Linked DNA regions of Mus musculus: regions 2 and 3 are each linked to region 1. Evidence: chromatin contacts called from public HiChIP or PLAC-seq and promoter capture Hi-C data. All regions are on one chromosome and are shown on one strand. Each heading gives the region's core, a stretch centred on a gene start, on an enhancer-like site or on the middle of the called end of the contact. The rest is flanking DNA. Distances are from core to core; before and after follow the strand shown. Region 1 holds the start of Ndufs4 (NADH:ubiquinone oxidoreductase core subunit S4). Region 2 overlaps Arl15 (ADP-ribosylation factor-like 15). Region 3 has its middle 20 kb from the start of Gm41072.

The links. Promoter capture Hi-C pulls out the DNA fragments that hold promoters and counts their contacts. HiChIP or PLAC-seq counts read pairs in DNA pulled down with a chosen protein or histone mark.
Region 2: a promoter capture Hi-C map of hippocampal neurons shows a contact between it and region 1, with 2.1 times the contacts expected there. The contact joins the enhancer-like site here to the promoter of Ndufs4 in region 1. A contact is called at or near these places in 5 of 39 promoter capture datasets (the 3T3-L1 cell line, hippocampal neurons and liver), 4 of 115 datasets of contacts at active chromatin or transcription factors (bone marrow-derived macrophages, embryonic limb bud, embryonic stem cells and 1 more) and 1 of 9 other capture datasets (embryonic stem cells).
Region 3: an H3K4me3 HiChIP or PLAC-seq map of the SCID.adh cell line shows a contact between it and region 1, with 13 read pairs. The contact joins the enhancer-like site here to the promoter of Ndufs4 in region 1. A contact is called at or near these places in 1 of 39 promoter capture datasets (the 3T3-L1 cell line), 1 of 484 Hi-C or Micro-C datasets (nephron progenitors), 6 of 115 datasets of contacts at active chromatin or transcription factors (CD8 T cells, the SCID.adh cell line, embryonic stem cells and 1 more) and 2 of 9 other capture datasets (adipose tissue and pancreatic islet).

What each region holds. Positions count from the first base shown.
Region 1 is chr13:114,385,878-114,390,691 of GRCm38.p6, forward strand. Ndufs4 (NADH:ubiquinone oxidoreductase core subunit S4) reads right to left here and starts at 2,217. Exons shown (of 5, transcript NM_010887.2): 1 at 2,082-2,217. The coding sequence starts at 2,179.
Region 2 is chr13:114,137,493-114,142,306 of GRCm38.p6, forward strand. All of the region lies in intron 4 of Arl15 (ADP-ribosylation factor-like 15), which reads left to right. All of the region lies in intron 7 of A430090L17Rik (RIKEN cDNA A430090L17 gene), which reads right to left. Among named protein-coding and RNA genes, the nearest start is that of A430090L17Rik, 12 kb to the right of the region's middle. Within about 2 kb of position 2,234, at least 19 of the 459 cell types and tissues checked have an H3K27ac peak or open chromatin away from gene starts, as enhancers often do. A contact at or near this core is called in hippocampal neurons, where this site is marked.
Region 3 is chr13:114,186,934-114,191,747 of GRCm38.p6, forward strand. No RefSeq gene overlaps it. Among named protein-coding and RNA genes, the nearest start is that of Gm41072, 20 kb to the right of the region's middle. Within about 2 kb of position 2,013, at least 20 of the 459 cell types and tissues checked have an H3K27ac peak or open chromatin away from gene starts, as enhancers often do. A contact at or near this core is called in CD8 T cells and the SCID.adh cell line, where this site is marked.

The DNA of each region.
Region 1 (4,814 bases), core at 967-3,466:
AAAAAAAAAAGTTTCCATATAAACATGAGGGGAAGCATAATTGTCTCCAGTAAGATGCACATACAAAAGTAAAAAAAAAAAAAAAAAAAAATCGGTAGTGTACAGTCAAAATTATTTCCTCTGGGTTTTAATGTTTTTAACTACGAAAGAAGCACGATCTTATATAACTTATATATATGCTATTTTCAAATCTCTAATAACATATTTACAAGGAAAACCTGTTACATTTAGATGTGTAGTAATAGCTACCCATTTGTAAAATCAAGTATTATCTTAACTTCAACTAACATAACTGTTGAGAAATACACTAATGGTCCCTTAAATTTGTTTTCAGTTCAAGTTCTATAATGAGCACATTAGTATTACATTATGTAAATTAATCTCCATAATGTGTAAGTGGGAAAGGTCTAAACTAGGTCAGCATAAAGTAATCACTGGAGTATTTTATCTTAGAGAACAATTTGGTTTTTCCCAAGTTCCTCATGTGTAAAACACTTTATTACAAATTTATCTTTTACTTTCCACCAGTATTACAGTATTTATTTTCCAGTGACTGCGCTCTCTCTCTCTCTCTCTATATATATATATATATATATATATATATATATACACACACACGCATATATATATCTATTTACAGATAGATAGATAGATAGATAGATAGATAGATAGATATAGTGCTCTACTACTGTCTGCAGAAAAGCCCCCGCCCCACCCTTTCTGCAACTCTGGAGTGCTGGGATTAGAGTTTATGTGCCCGAGGAACGTTTTATTAGGTGCTGGAGACTGAAGCCAGTACATCATGAACTCTAGGCACTCTCTGTACCAACTCAACTCTATCCCCAGTCCCTGAGGCCTTTTACAAATCTCCTGACTTTACTAAGGGCAACCTTTTCTTTCCCACAAAACAACCACTACTTAAAACTGCATCAAAATTTGTCTCCAAAAGTTCCAACCAGCTCACTTTAACTCTGTATTCCCTCTGTATTGAGCTTAACACTAATTTAACAAGCATTTTGATAGATACTAGTTCCCTTTTTCTTTCTTAAAGGTATTTAATGGTTTGGTCTTGTTTGAGACAGGGTCTCTCTAAGTAGCTCTGGCTGTCCTGGAACTCACAGAGATCCAGCCGCCTCTGGTTCTGCCTCCCCAGAGCTGGCTGGCATTAAAGGCTTGTACCAGTGTGCCAGACTTTTCCTTTTTTTTTTTTTTTTTTTTTTTTTTTGTACCACATTCTTCCCACCCCTTACAGACCCATCCTCACTGTGAACATTGAATGTAGTCTCCACAGCATGCAGCTGTCAATACAAGGCCACTCTTCACAGGAGCAAACTTCGAAACAAGTGATAAAACCCAGTATCTTATACACCCAGGAAAACAGAGACTACGTAAAATAGAGCAATGCTGCGGAGGGGGGCGGGGGGGAAGGGAGGGGGCAGTCACCACAAGAAACCTTCCGGCATCTAGGGCTACATAGTGTGATCTGTCTCAAACAAACAAACGAAGTAAACAAATCAAAATAAAAGCCACCTTGCTGCCTGAGAGCGTAGCTCCGTGGTGGAACTTAAGACTGGAACGCACTGGTTAGAAAGACAAAAAACAGGTACGCTGTAACCTTCCGATGGATATTGCTATAAACTCTGAAGTCCTGAGAAGTTTTCCTCTTATGCACAATGATGAATACAACAACCTTTCTGTTTGGAAGCCCAGCCGATATTAACTAAAGCCAGGGAAAGGATAGCAGGGATTTACCCTTTCAGGCTGGAATGGGGCAAGCAGGTGACAAGCGGAAGGGATGTAGGACATTGGGAGAGAGGTCGCCCAGACTCCTCCCCTTCTCAGGAGCCACGATCCAGTTCACAGCTCCTCCGCACAGACCCTCGCCCGTCCGCAGCTGCAGAACCCCAGGCCCCGCAGGCGCCTCGCCGGAAACCAGCGTCGGTCCCCGCATCCCGAGGAAGGGTCAAGGGAGGACGCGTTCCCAAGGCCGCCTCCGGGGCCCAGCCGGCCCAGCCTCCCCCAAAGTGGAGCGACCTGGGAACCCTGAATGAATAGCTCGACAAGGCTGACAGTTATGTTACCTGGATGGAACTCTACAGACGGAAACGGCAGCTGTAGCCATTGCCCTTCGCCCCAACATCGCCTGTCTCAGCGACACTGACATTGAGACCGCCGCCATCTTCCTGTAGGCAAACGCCAGGATGCGAGTACGGATCCCCGCTAGGGACTCACTTCCTCCGTTCTCAAAGCAATGCGGCCGCAGTGAAACAGAGGCATGTTCTGTTTGTTTTCCTTTTGCGATTGAGGACCTAGAAAAGAAATTAAAGTTCTAGCTGAAAGAACTAAAGAGGGAAATGGATGAAAGGACTCAGTGAATGCAAATGATGCCTCTATAGAAAGTAATCCTTGTTAGTAAGGTTGGTCATTTACATTGAGGCTGAGAAGCCCAAAAGAAAACGCTTCGAAAAATGTAAACACCTGTAACTCATAATTTTTCAAAGAACTCGGAATATCTGAGGCTGGGCCCACTGGAAGAGCCGGAGGGCTTCTTGAGTCTTTGAGAAACTAAAGTAGTACTTTCCCAAAGTGTTGCCAGATTCCGTTTGCAAGCCTTCAGAACAGGCTGCACTCAGTTTGATGGTCTGTAGTTATAATAATCATATTTTCCACACTAAAAAGCTAGCCTCGCAAAAAAAAAAAAAGGAAGAAAGAAAGAAAGACCATATGGATTTACATGAAATCTAGTGGGGGCTGGGGATGTAGCTCAGTTGGTAGAGTGCTTGCCTACCTAGCATACAGGTACCAAAGGCTTGGTGATCTGCTCTTATAAGCCTTTGATTTGAGGTTGAGGGTAGAGTATGGAAGGTTGTCACTGGAACTACCAAGCAAACACCTCGCCCCCCCCCCCGCGCCCCACCCGGAAAAGGGGCGGAGCCATCTTGATTATTCTTCCTATCTCCATCATCCCTTCCATTTGTCACCCATTCCATTCCAATGGCCATTAAAAGTAACAAAAAGCAAAGATTATAAACGATAACCAGGTTTAAGTGTCCTATCTAATCGCACCTGGCTCCTCAGTGCTTCAACAAACCTTTTCTTTTCTTTTCTTTTTGTTTCCAAGTCTGCGATGTCAAATCCAGGGACAGGTGTGCAGTTCATCACTGATCTACATTCCTAGCTTCTTTGTTTCTTGTAAGAGACAGTATCTCTCGATGTTATCCAGGCTAGACTTCAACTTACCACCCTCCTTCTTCAGCCTCCAGAGTATTCACAGACCTTTTCATCCACTAATGTCTTCAACGTTGTTTCTCAAACGATACCCCAACACTGATGGGAGAACATTAGTTTTCATATTGATATAGCGTTGGCCTGGGTATTCACAATACCTGTCATGATTCTTTCTTAATGTACTTATTTATGTATGTATGCATACAAATGGGTGCCACGGCACATGTGGAGGTCAGAGAACAGCTTTCAACAGTCAGTTTTCTCATTCTAACTAATGTCATAGGTTTGGTGGCAAGTACTTTACCACTGAGCTGTCTAGCGGAGCCTCTTAGGGTGGTCCTTGGTTGCTCTTTTTGCCTCCATCTTTGAAATGTATTTAGAATTTGATTATGTTCCCTGCCTCTCCTAGTAGGACTCTGATCCAAACCACAGTCCCCCTCTGCAGGGATGTTTGCATTTGCCCAATCTGCTTCAGCTCAGCAATCAAAACTATGGGGTCAGAAGTCACACATTCCCCTCTTTTCTACTAAACACCTTTTCTAGCTCAGCTCATCCTCGGAAAAGCCAGACACCTTATTATAATATTTTTTAAGGCCAATGTAGGGACGAAGATGTAGCTCAGTGGTATGGCATTGGCTTATCGTGGACATATGCCTGAGTTCAGGCCTAACACTGGAAGGGAAAAAGACTCCTGACTTTACTCACTTACTCTGTTAGAACTTACTCTGTTCTCCGTCAGTTGCTATACTCTAAACCCAATAGATATTTCCCAATATACCAGGCATGATTCGGTCTGAAAGACTTTACCTTGGACATTCTCTAGGCCCAGGATGCTTTTCTAGCATCTGGAATACTCTTCTCCCAGTGATCTCCTCTTTCCCTTGCCCCTGCTCTCTGTCTCTGTCCTTCCTCCTATAATTTTCTCACATGTCCCCTTCACTGGGAGGCTCTTTCTAACCTCCAATTTCAATCTCACCCTAGAAATTTCTGTATGAATTTCCAGGCTTCTTTTACTTCTGCTTTGCATTTTGTACGTTGTAGCCGTTTGTGGAAGTTCTATAATATGACCAGGGAGGCAAGAGCAAAAATCCTTTGAGAAATAAGATTGATTTCATTTTTTATGGCTTATTTAATTTTATTGTGCATGCACTGATGTTTTTGCCTGCATGTATGCCTGTGTGAGGGTGTCAGATCCCTTGGAATTGGTTTTATAGACTGTTGTGAGCTGCCGTGTGGGTGCTGAGAATTGAACCCAAGACTGCGAGAACAGCTGAATTCTCAACTGCTGAGCCCTCTCTCCAGCCCCGAAGATCAATTTCCTAGTGGCTTTTCTTACCTCCAGGAAAAATTTGTCTTTTAAATTCTGCAATAAATATTGACCAAATAAAGATTTTTCTTTTTACTTACAATAATTACCAAGCTATATAATTTGATTCTCACTTTTTACCTAAATGTATACCACGGTCCATACTGGACTATCCCGAACACCAATTTATATAACATTGATTTATGACTCTTTCCCGGGGATTATCATTGCTTTTGGGGCAAAGAGAAAAATACCTGATCTTCTCAAAACAGGCTATTTC
Region 2 (4,814 bases), core at 984-3,483, 250 kb before region 1:
TTTACTTCAGTATGTTTTTTGAGGTATAAGAAGTATGGGCACATGTCTCAAGTCCAGTAGTCTAGAAGCATATAAAGAAATGTTCATAATTTCCTCTCTCTATTTGCTCTGCAAAGTTGCAACCCAAAGTTATGAGTTTGATGCGGTAACCTCTGCACTTTGGTCTGCTCGCCCGGTTTCTCTAACTGTTCACAGAATATGCCAGACTTACAGGTATAAAGTTAGTGAGTTCTTGATCAAAGCCATATTTACATTTAATGGCAAGGAGGAGAAAGTCCCCCTTATTACAGCGGATTGTAGCATGCGTGTTTATTTTGACATGACAGAAGGGAGGGCTTATGTAGTTTGCACTTCAGAATATCATAAAACTCAAAGACCCACCTGCACCCAGAGCCCTCCAAGTCCTGAACCTGGCCAGACTTGATAGGATATGAGAAGTGGATATTTTCTGATGATGTCATGTTTCTTCCTATTTCAAATTTGTGTGTCTAATACAAGTGTAGAAAGGTTTATTAGTTTGGAGACTGGCTCCAGTATCAAGTGTGAGTCATCCTCTATACCAGCGGTTCTCAGCCTCCCTAATGCTGCTGTGACCCTTTAGTACAGTTCTTCATGTTGTGGTGACCCCCCCCCCCAATAAAACTATTTTAATTGCTGCTTCATAGCTATAATTTTGCTACTATTATATATGATAATGTAATATCTGATATGCTGTATATCTGATATGGGACCCCTGTGAAAGGGTGGTTTGACTCCCAAAGGGGTTGGAACCCACAGGTTGAGAATCCGTGCTGCATACCTTTCTCAGAAGGCAATGGTCGCATCCCTTTTCCCACAGTACTCACAAACAGAGCAGTCATCTTGTCTGTGGTGATACCTCCTGTGGGTATTGAGAAGTCTAAAGCAAGATGGGTAACTTTTAAAGAAAGGGGGGAGGGCTGCCTTCTGTGAAAGAGCTTCCATGGCAATGATATTTGAGATATTTCTAGATGTTCCAACCTTCCCAGCTATCTCTGGAATACTGTGTGCAGAGAAAATTTTCCATGTTTATGAGATATCATTAGCCCAAAGACTAAGATTACAGTAAGGAAATATTAAGTCTGTCTGTCTGTCCTTTTCTCCGTGGCCATTCTCTTCAGTCTTCTCCCCACCCCCTACCCCCAAAAGCCAGATACACATGCAGGAAGGTATACACACCCATGCATACCTTTTAATGACTTTGTTCTTAAACTACGAGACCAATAATTCTAGATTCAGTCTGTGAGCAAATGGGCCTTGCTGCAAGGGGTGTCTAAGAAAGACTTTAGTATTCCCATTTCACAGATGTGAAAATAGATGAATGCGGTGTGTACCAACACAGAGAAAAGAGTTCCAAGGCATAGTGGTCACTCAGTAGTTCAGTAAGAAGCAACTCCCCTGCTGGGAAGCCATCCTTCTCGCTAGCCTCACGTGTAAGTAAGTAGGTAACCTGGAAAAATCACTGCATCCTGACATCCAGTTGGTTAATCCTTTCTCTGTCAATCACTTCCGTGCAAGCTGAATAGACTATAAATTCACATTTCTGGAGCCACATGGTCAAAATAGCACTTTATATTCAGTGTGAAATTCTTAAAATGAAACCCAGCTGGCAGATGGGAGGAAACGGAGAGGGGGAATATTGGGTGTGCAAGGGGTTCGTGGTTCTTCCAGAGAGCTCTTCTATGCTTTGTGCAGATATTGGACTATTTTTAAGCATCTATGATGCAGCACAAATGCGTTTCTTTAACCTGGACTGTGTGTCTCATTTGTAAGGCTTCATAAAAGCCGCGAGAAGCAGAAGCAACCCCTCCCTTCCCATTGTCTTGCCTGCAAAGAAATTTTGCTCATTTAGACAACCGCTTTTCACGTCTTTCATAAGTGCTAGGTAATAAGTTGTGTCTTTTGGTGCTTGAAATAATTCCTTGCCTTAGTAACTTAATTTGTTAGAGTGCGAAGAGCTGTCTCAGCTCCAGTCTCTTTCCACCTCTGTGCTCAGTCTCTTCTCAGTCTCTTCTGCTTCATCGGCCATAGCCTTTGCTTCCCTTAGGCTGGGTGGGAAGTGTCCTGAGGATTGCCAGGTCATCAGCCCTGCCCTGACCAAGCAAACCCCAGCCTAAAGCATGATGCTTTCTGTTACTGTTACTTCCTGGGACTCTCAGTTCCCAGCTGAAGGGCACCAGAGAGCAGCGCAGCCTGTGGCCAGGTTGCTGCAAGTCGGCCATCTGTGGCGACGTATAAGAAGTCAGATACAAGTATTCCAGCAGCTGCAAGAGATTTCAGATTTCCCAGATGTTTGATGAAAACCCTTTTTTCATTTAACTGCTAAGAAACGTGCAACTTATGGGTGTTGTCGGTCTGGATGAAAAGCTGCGAGTCAAATAAAAAAGAATGCATTTCTCAAATACAGATTTCTCCAGAGCCGCTTTTTTTTCTCTCTTTCTCTTTTTACGTGAAAGAGTAGATTAAAAGTGGACACCCAGAGTTTGCAAATCTGTTTCGAAAATCCCAAGTCCTTTATGCTTAAATGGGATAAAGACAAGCTTTCAGATAACTCCTCCTTCGAAGATAACATTTGTGAGCACATAGCCTGATGTATCGCTTTGCGTTAACGGAAGTTTCCATCATATTGGTACCCACCATGCGTGCACTTTTAAAAACTGATACTATGTACAAACAGGTATTTTCTTGTACTGGCATTTGACAGGTTAAAATTTCAAGCCATATCATAGAATCATCACTATGCAAATGGAAATGTCAATATGAGAAGCTTTTAAGGAAATGTGGTCATTTTGAAATAATAGAAAGCACTAAAATCCCCTGTTACCTAAAGAATTCTAAGTGTGGAACATGCTGATGCAAACCATTGGTTTAAAACACACACACACAGCAGTTTTCCTCATTGATATGTGGTCTTTATGGTTCTCTTTCTGTTCCTCGGCTCCCCAAAACAGGCATAAGTTCTAGTTAGAAAGTCCCCTTTCAAGGCCAGGCAGTAGTGGTACACAGCTTTAATCCCAGCACTCAAGAGGCAGAGGCAAGCAGATCTCTGTGAGTTCCAGGACAACCAGGGTTACACAGAGAAACCCTGTCTCAAAAACAAAAGAAAGAAAAGAAAAGAAAAGAAAAGAAAAGAAAAGAAAAGAAAAGAAAAGAAAAGAAAAGAGAAGAGAAGAAAAGACTATTTCAGATTCATTCAGGATAATTAAACGTTTACTAAAGCAGTATTCATCTGTGGGACTGTGTGTGTATGTGTGTGTGTGTGTGTGTGTGTGTGTGTGTGTGTGTGTGTGTGTGTGTTTTAATTCCATGTCCTTGGACTTCCCTCCACCAAAGGATTTGAGGTGACAGACACGAGTATTGATTCTGACAGTGGACATGTTTTCGTATAGCACCCTGAACATCAGACTGCCGCGAGTGTTAATGACTTCCCCTCCGAAAAAGCTTTTGATTCAGACACAAGGAGAAGTGTACTTGGCAGTCCTGAGCTGTGAGCACACGGCAGCCCACTGGCCTCCTCTCAACTGATAGCTGAACAGTTAGTCAAGTGTGGGTGCAACTGAGAGTATGGCGCCCTAAGTTCAATCAGTAACGCCCTGGGTTTCTTCCCCAGCATTGGAGAAAATAGAAAAAGAAAAGAATTAGTTAAAATGGGAAGTTATTTTTAATTTAAACATACAAATAATACTAATGTTTTCCATACTGGGTCAAGGGGTTTTCTTCAGGGTTTGACCACGGATGTGAGCTCTGTGTTCTGTTTCTAATACTGTATAGACCGTGGCCATTCTCCTCTTGTGTTGGGCTTTCTGTCCCTTTAAAATAAAACCAAGAGATAAACATGCTCAAAGCAATCTTCTCTTCCAGTCCTTTATCAGTTTTGGAAAATGTCTTTCTGAAGTCTAATTCAATAGTAGTTTGTTTTTAATGCGTTGGCTTCGTTGCGTTCTTTGAATACCTTCCATTTAATTTTTCATAGAAATAGACATTATCTTCTCAAGTTCATATTTCATCTGCTGGCATCACATTAATTAAGCTACTTAGTGATAAGAGCAAGTATGATTGCCGTGAGAGTCATGAAGCAACTTGGGGAGCAGACACGGTAGAAAAACAGTCTGCCAGTCGTGAGCATCTGCCATGGTTGTGCATGGCCTGTCGAAGCCCATTGTGTGGGAGGCTTCAAGCATCGTCTTGTACTGGGACAATGGAGACTCAGCTCACCCTAGATGATTAAGAGGAAGCTAATCAACAAAGCCTTTATTCTAACTGTGTATTGTTTTTAAATTAACCAAACGTTGTCCTTACCTGCGATGGCTTTGTATTTCGCCGTCCCTCTCTTATTAAATTAGTCACGTGGACGATATCAGTGCCGCACTGCCTTCTTTTCTTTCAAGTCGTCTGACTTGACCTACGCAGTATCTACCAGTCCCTTCCATTACTATGTAAGGCTTGTTCAAAGTCATTTCTGTTGTCCGCTAGCCGGAAGCAGTGACTGTGTGGTAGATGGTAGCCGTTTTCTTGCTGTAGGAGTCACCGTCTGGTTTGGCTTGGCTCTCCTGATATATGTTGATTATTCACTTTGAACAAAAGGGGCCAGAGGGTGGGAACCACCGATGGCTCTACTGCTTGCTCCGCGCTGTCTCCTCTTCCAGTACAGACCCTTAATCCCATCACTTCAGTGGAGATCCTGATGGCCCCTGCCACTCCACAAGACCTGAATTACTCCCATGGCCTTTGTTCTTCGAGTTTTGATTAATGATCTCTCAGCCTTAACATTGTTTTGGTTTTGAGGGCTGGAGTGT
Region 3 (4,814 bases), core at 763-3,262, 200 kb before region 1:
TAACCCCGAGACACTGACATTACTACAACCCTGCTCTTCCAGATGACAGAACAGAGATGTACCCCGCCCAGAGTAAAGGCATGCAATCCCGTTCGCAGCCATTGCAAGACTTTCCCTTCCCTGCATGCTAGCTGGATTTTGTGGATGCACTGGGTAGGAAACTGACTTTCAAAGGCCAATCAGTTCTGAATGAATATGCAGTATTTAGTGTTTCAGAACTGTATAAGAAGTCAGAGTCTCTGCAAAGTATGACAACTGGGACTTAAATAATTAGTTTATACATGTGAAGTTTGGCCTGCGGATATAGCTCTGTTGGTAGGGTATATGACTAGCATAATCACAGACCTAGAGTTATTTCCCAGTACGTTATAAACTGGTGTGGTGGTACACACCTCTAATTCCTACACTTGGGAGGTGGAGGCTGGAGGATCAGGCATTCAAGGTCACCCTAAAAACTACGTAAGACCCTTTTAAAAACACGTGTGTAACGTAATACATCTATTTGAAAACCAGTCACATTTCTGAATTGTCACCAGAACGGTAATGGTTTTATTAGGTAGAATACACGAAACTACCCACACCACTACCCTGCACTAGGGAGGCCGAGGCAGGTGGATGGCTATGAGTTTGAGGCCAACCTCAAACAGTGTGAGTGCCAGGACTCCATAGAGAAACCCTGTCTCAAAGAACAGTGAATAAATAAGTCAGTAAATAAACAAATAAATAGAAATTTCTGCTTTCTGTGGTTATATCTAATACTTTCACCACAGTTGAAAACATAAGATTTCCTAGGGATCTAGCCATTTGTCCGTCTATTCAGCAATATTCATTAAGGGTTAACCAATCTGAAACTTATGTCAGTCCTAGGGGCATGGGCCACACACACATGAATCTTGCCCTTAAGAAATTCTGTCTTCAACAGGAGACAGACTAGCATAAAAACAATTGCAATTAGAATCAGATTAATGCAGTCCTGAAGTTCTGCATAAAATATCCAGAAACTGAAAAAGGAATGTGTACATCTTTTGTGAAGACAGGGTGGTCTTCACACAGAGAGGCAAGGCTGAGGGAAGCTCGATGCTATGACCGCGAACAGTGTAAAATGCATCCGAGGGACAAGGCTTTGGAGGATGAAGAACGGCACATACACAGGTGGTGTTGGGACAAGAGCGTGGCTGGAGCAAAACTGCAGACATGTGTTGCTTAATGCTGGGGCTATGCAGAGAAATGTGTCATCAGACAATTTCATCATTGCTGGACTATCACAAAGTTATTATAAACACAAGATACATGTGGCTGCTGCAGGCTGGCCAGCCTTCTGCAGGGCAGTGACACCATTTTTCAATAAGTAGAAGCAAGCGGAAGACTCTAAAGGAACAACAAATCTGGAAATACACAAGCCAGAAGCACAGGCGTTGGCTCGCATGTGCGGCACATAATATGTAACTACATTGCTGTTCCTTTAAACGGCCAGCAACGCAGTCGGTCATTGGCACTAGTACTGTTGTAGACACACAGATAAAGCATTGCATCATGACAGTGTAATGGTTACAGCATTACTATGTAATTGCAAATTTTAAGCTTGACTTTAATCTTCAGGTAGCCACCATCACTCGAAGTATCTGTTCTGGACCAAACTGCCTTTATGCATCATCTAGCTATGAATAGTTTTGAATCTGGGCATGCCACTTAAAAGCTGGATGTCTTATGACAGGTTTCTTCCCATACCAGTGTTTTAATCTGCAAGGTGAAGATAGCAATAATCACTCCATAAAATGATGACTAAGATCAGTCACATAGCATATGTTCCAAGCTCAAGAAAACAGGGTGTGTACGTAGCCACTTAAATTGTGGCTACTTTTAGACTAGTTTTCTGATTTCACTTCCTTGTTAGCCGGCACATACCTAAGCCATTATTGGAGAAGTTTCAGCTAGTTCTCATGAAAACAGTGTGTCCTGTGGTTATAGGGTACAGGTAGTGAAGCTCCCAAAGAGATCTGTGACCTTCGAGGGCCTGTGGCTTTTTGTCAGGCCACAATGTGGTCTTGCATTTTCTCAGAAGTCTACCGTATCTGCTTGTGATCTTGCAAGTGTGTTTGTGACTTTCGAGAACAAAACTTGTCAGCACACAAAAGTTCCCAGATGGCTTTCTCAAGGACTTTTTGAACTCTGCTGTGGTCTTTGATTAGGGCGTTCCCAAGAGATCTGAGAGCAGATTTCGTGTTGCACCTATAAACGTGGCCCATGCAAAATTGAGCAAATCATTGGCCCAGTTCGGTTCCTCGCCTAACTATAGATGGATTGGTGGCAGGGAGATCAACATCGCATCTGATGCCATTGACTGAGCCATGATCCTGGCCTCCGAAGCTCTGCAAACCTCTCAGCAGAGTCTTGGAAAAGAGTAGCCAGATACCGAATGGTGCTCACCTCGAATACATGTCCTTATTGTAGAATCATGCCTATGAAGTTGGTGTCATGCCGTCTTGATCTTTGAGTGGTTTTATTAGCTTCACCCACACGTTGTAATGGATTTGAGATGGCATTTAAGAGCTGCAAAAACTAAGGTCCCGGGCCACAAGCACCCAGTAAAGTCAGCCGTATTAAATAAGGCTTAGTGTAACATGCCTCCCTGACTGGCTGGCTGGCTGGCTGGCTGGCTGGCTGGCTGCGGGGAACAGAGGCTGAAAGGAAGAGCGCCCACGAGTAACCACAGGAGGGAAGGAAGGTTCTGAGTCTACATCTGAGTTACAATGAAAAGTAGGGCTTGGTTATCAGAGTCTCTACTATAAAAACATCAGAGGCCCTGTGGTGAACATGGCAGGCTCTACAAAACCTGAGGGGGTGTTTCCACTTAGGGCCTCAATCCCTTTGTGTTTGTTACTCTGGTTTCAGTATTTTTTTTTTTTTAAAAAAACACTACGTGGCAAGAATCACATTGCTCTGTTGTTCAAAGGGTTAACTGCAGATTCACTTTGGGGTGAAACACTGAGTTGTTCAAGGCCTTGTCCCTGATGGCTGAGTTCTGAGATAACCTTAATACCATGCAAGGCAATAAATAGCAAAGGAGGTGGGGGGAATCCAGTTGTTGTTGTTGTTTTTTTTTTTTTTTTTCACAGCGACTTTCATTGTAAGTATGTCAGATTTTAAAAATGAGGCTCCATAAACCACATCACCACAGAGCCCTGTTGTCCCCCCGTGGGGGTTTGTGGTTCCAAACGCTTGGCCTTTTTGGATGCTGTCTTGCAGTGGGCCTGGGGACCGGTTAGAGTGACTAAAAACAATTCTGGCGCCAGATCACCTTGTGGCTGAGGTGAACTGGCGATCTTGTTCTGAAGTGGTTGAAGCCGCTCACCTCAGGTGCTTTGGAGAGAGAGAGACCTTTGACCTCAACCTCCTCGATGGTCACACACATTCACAGCCATCTTGGCAGCCTGGAACCCCCCCCTCCTGCATGTCCGTGGAAATTCCTAGAAGTGGAAAGGCAAACTCAGCCCCAGGATGTTGGCAGGATCCAGTGTGTTACTAAAAATGGGGCTTCATGGATGGAGACTTAAGATTCTTAAGTGAAGAGAGAGGAGAGAGAGGAGAGAGAGAAAGGAAAATGTATGCAATTATCAGTGACTCCAGAAACTTCAGTTGTTCTGAAATGGTTCATTAGCAAAGATTGAAATCGGGTCACAAGAACGCTGCTTCCCACCACTGAGGGCGAGGGCGAGGGCGAGGGCGAAGCTGATCTCTCTGAAGCCATACTCCTCCCTCCTATCTCAGCCAAGAGTGTCCGTCTCCTGAGGATAGTTAGGAAACTGTTAGAGGGGTTTGGGGTTACAGACTTCATAACCGTTTCTTAATGCCACAGCCCACCTTCGCAGAAATTCTAAGCTCCCAGTCTCCTAGCTAATTGGGCCCTTTCCCAAACACTAAATAATGGGACAAGGATAGAAGTCCGATTCTCTTCCAAAATGCAGAGGCGGAAGGCTGGAGGACTGTGTTCCCTGAGTCTGGTCTGACTCCAGCCCCCTGGCTGATACCTACTGTGGGTCCTTATGCAAAGGCGAAGGGCTGGGTTGAACCGGAGCAAGACAGCAGTTGTCTATGACAGCTTTCTTTATTCATAGCCACATTCTCTCAGCCAAAACTGCGTTTCCTGGTACCTCTCTCGGGGTTCCAAACGAGGAGCAGAGCGGTTGGATCATTTGATTAGCTTTTTCCTAGAACAGGGAGTCTCCCAGCTCTGTTTACTTCCCAGGGAATGCAGGACAAGACCCAAGAATGGGGCGCCTTATGGGGCCGCTCCTGAAAGAACCAACAGCCCAGATATGGGCCTAGATTTGCTAAATGTGTCCGTAGGCTTGCTCCCCACATCAGGTAGGAACCTGAACCACCTTCTCTGTCCAGTGTGTTTCCTTTCCCAGGAACCCCTTCTCAGGAGGAGGAAACTGCTTGTTCCCTGTAGATCACCTGAGTTTTTCTTTTCATTGTGGTTTTCTGGCCCATAATATCAAATTGACCGTTGTAAAGACTTTGAAGTTACATGTCAGTCGTAACCAGCTGTTCCCACATTGTTGCACAATAATTTCTAGATTTTTTTTTTAATCCTGCAAAACTACAAAGACACACATGTGGAACTTATATACACATAGAACAAAAGTGTCCATGATGGTCCTACCCCCCAGTTCTGGCCACTGTTCTTCTTTCTATGATTTTGACTAATTTACATCCCTTACCTACCATTTGTGAGGCCCTGGATTTGATCCCAAACACTAAGAAGAGGAAGAACTTAGACCCCTCATACAGACTTTATCTTCCTGTAATGG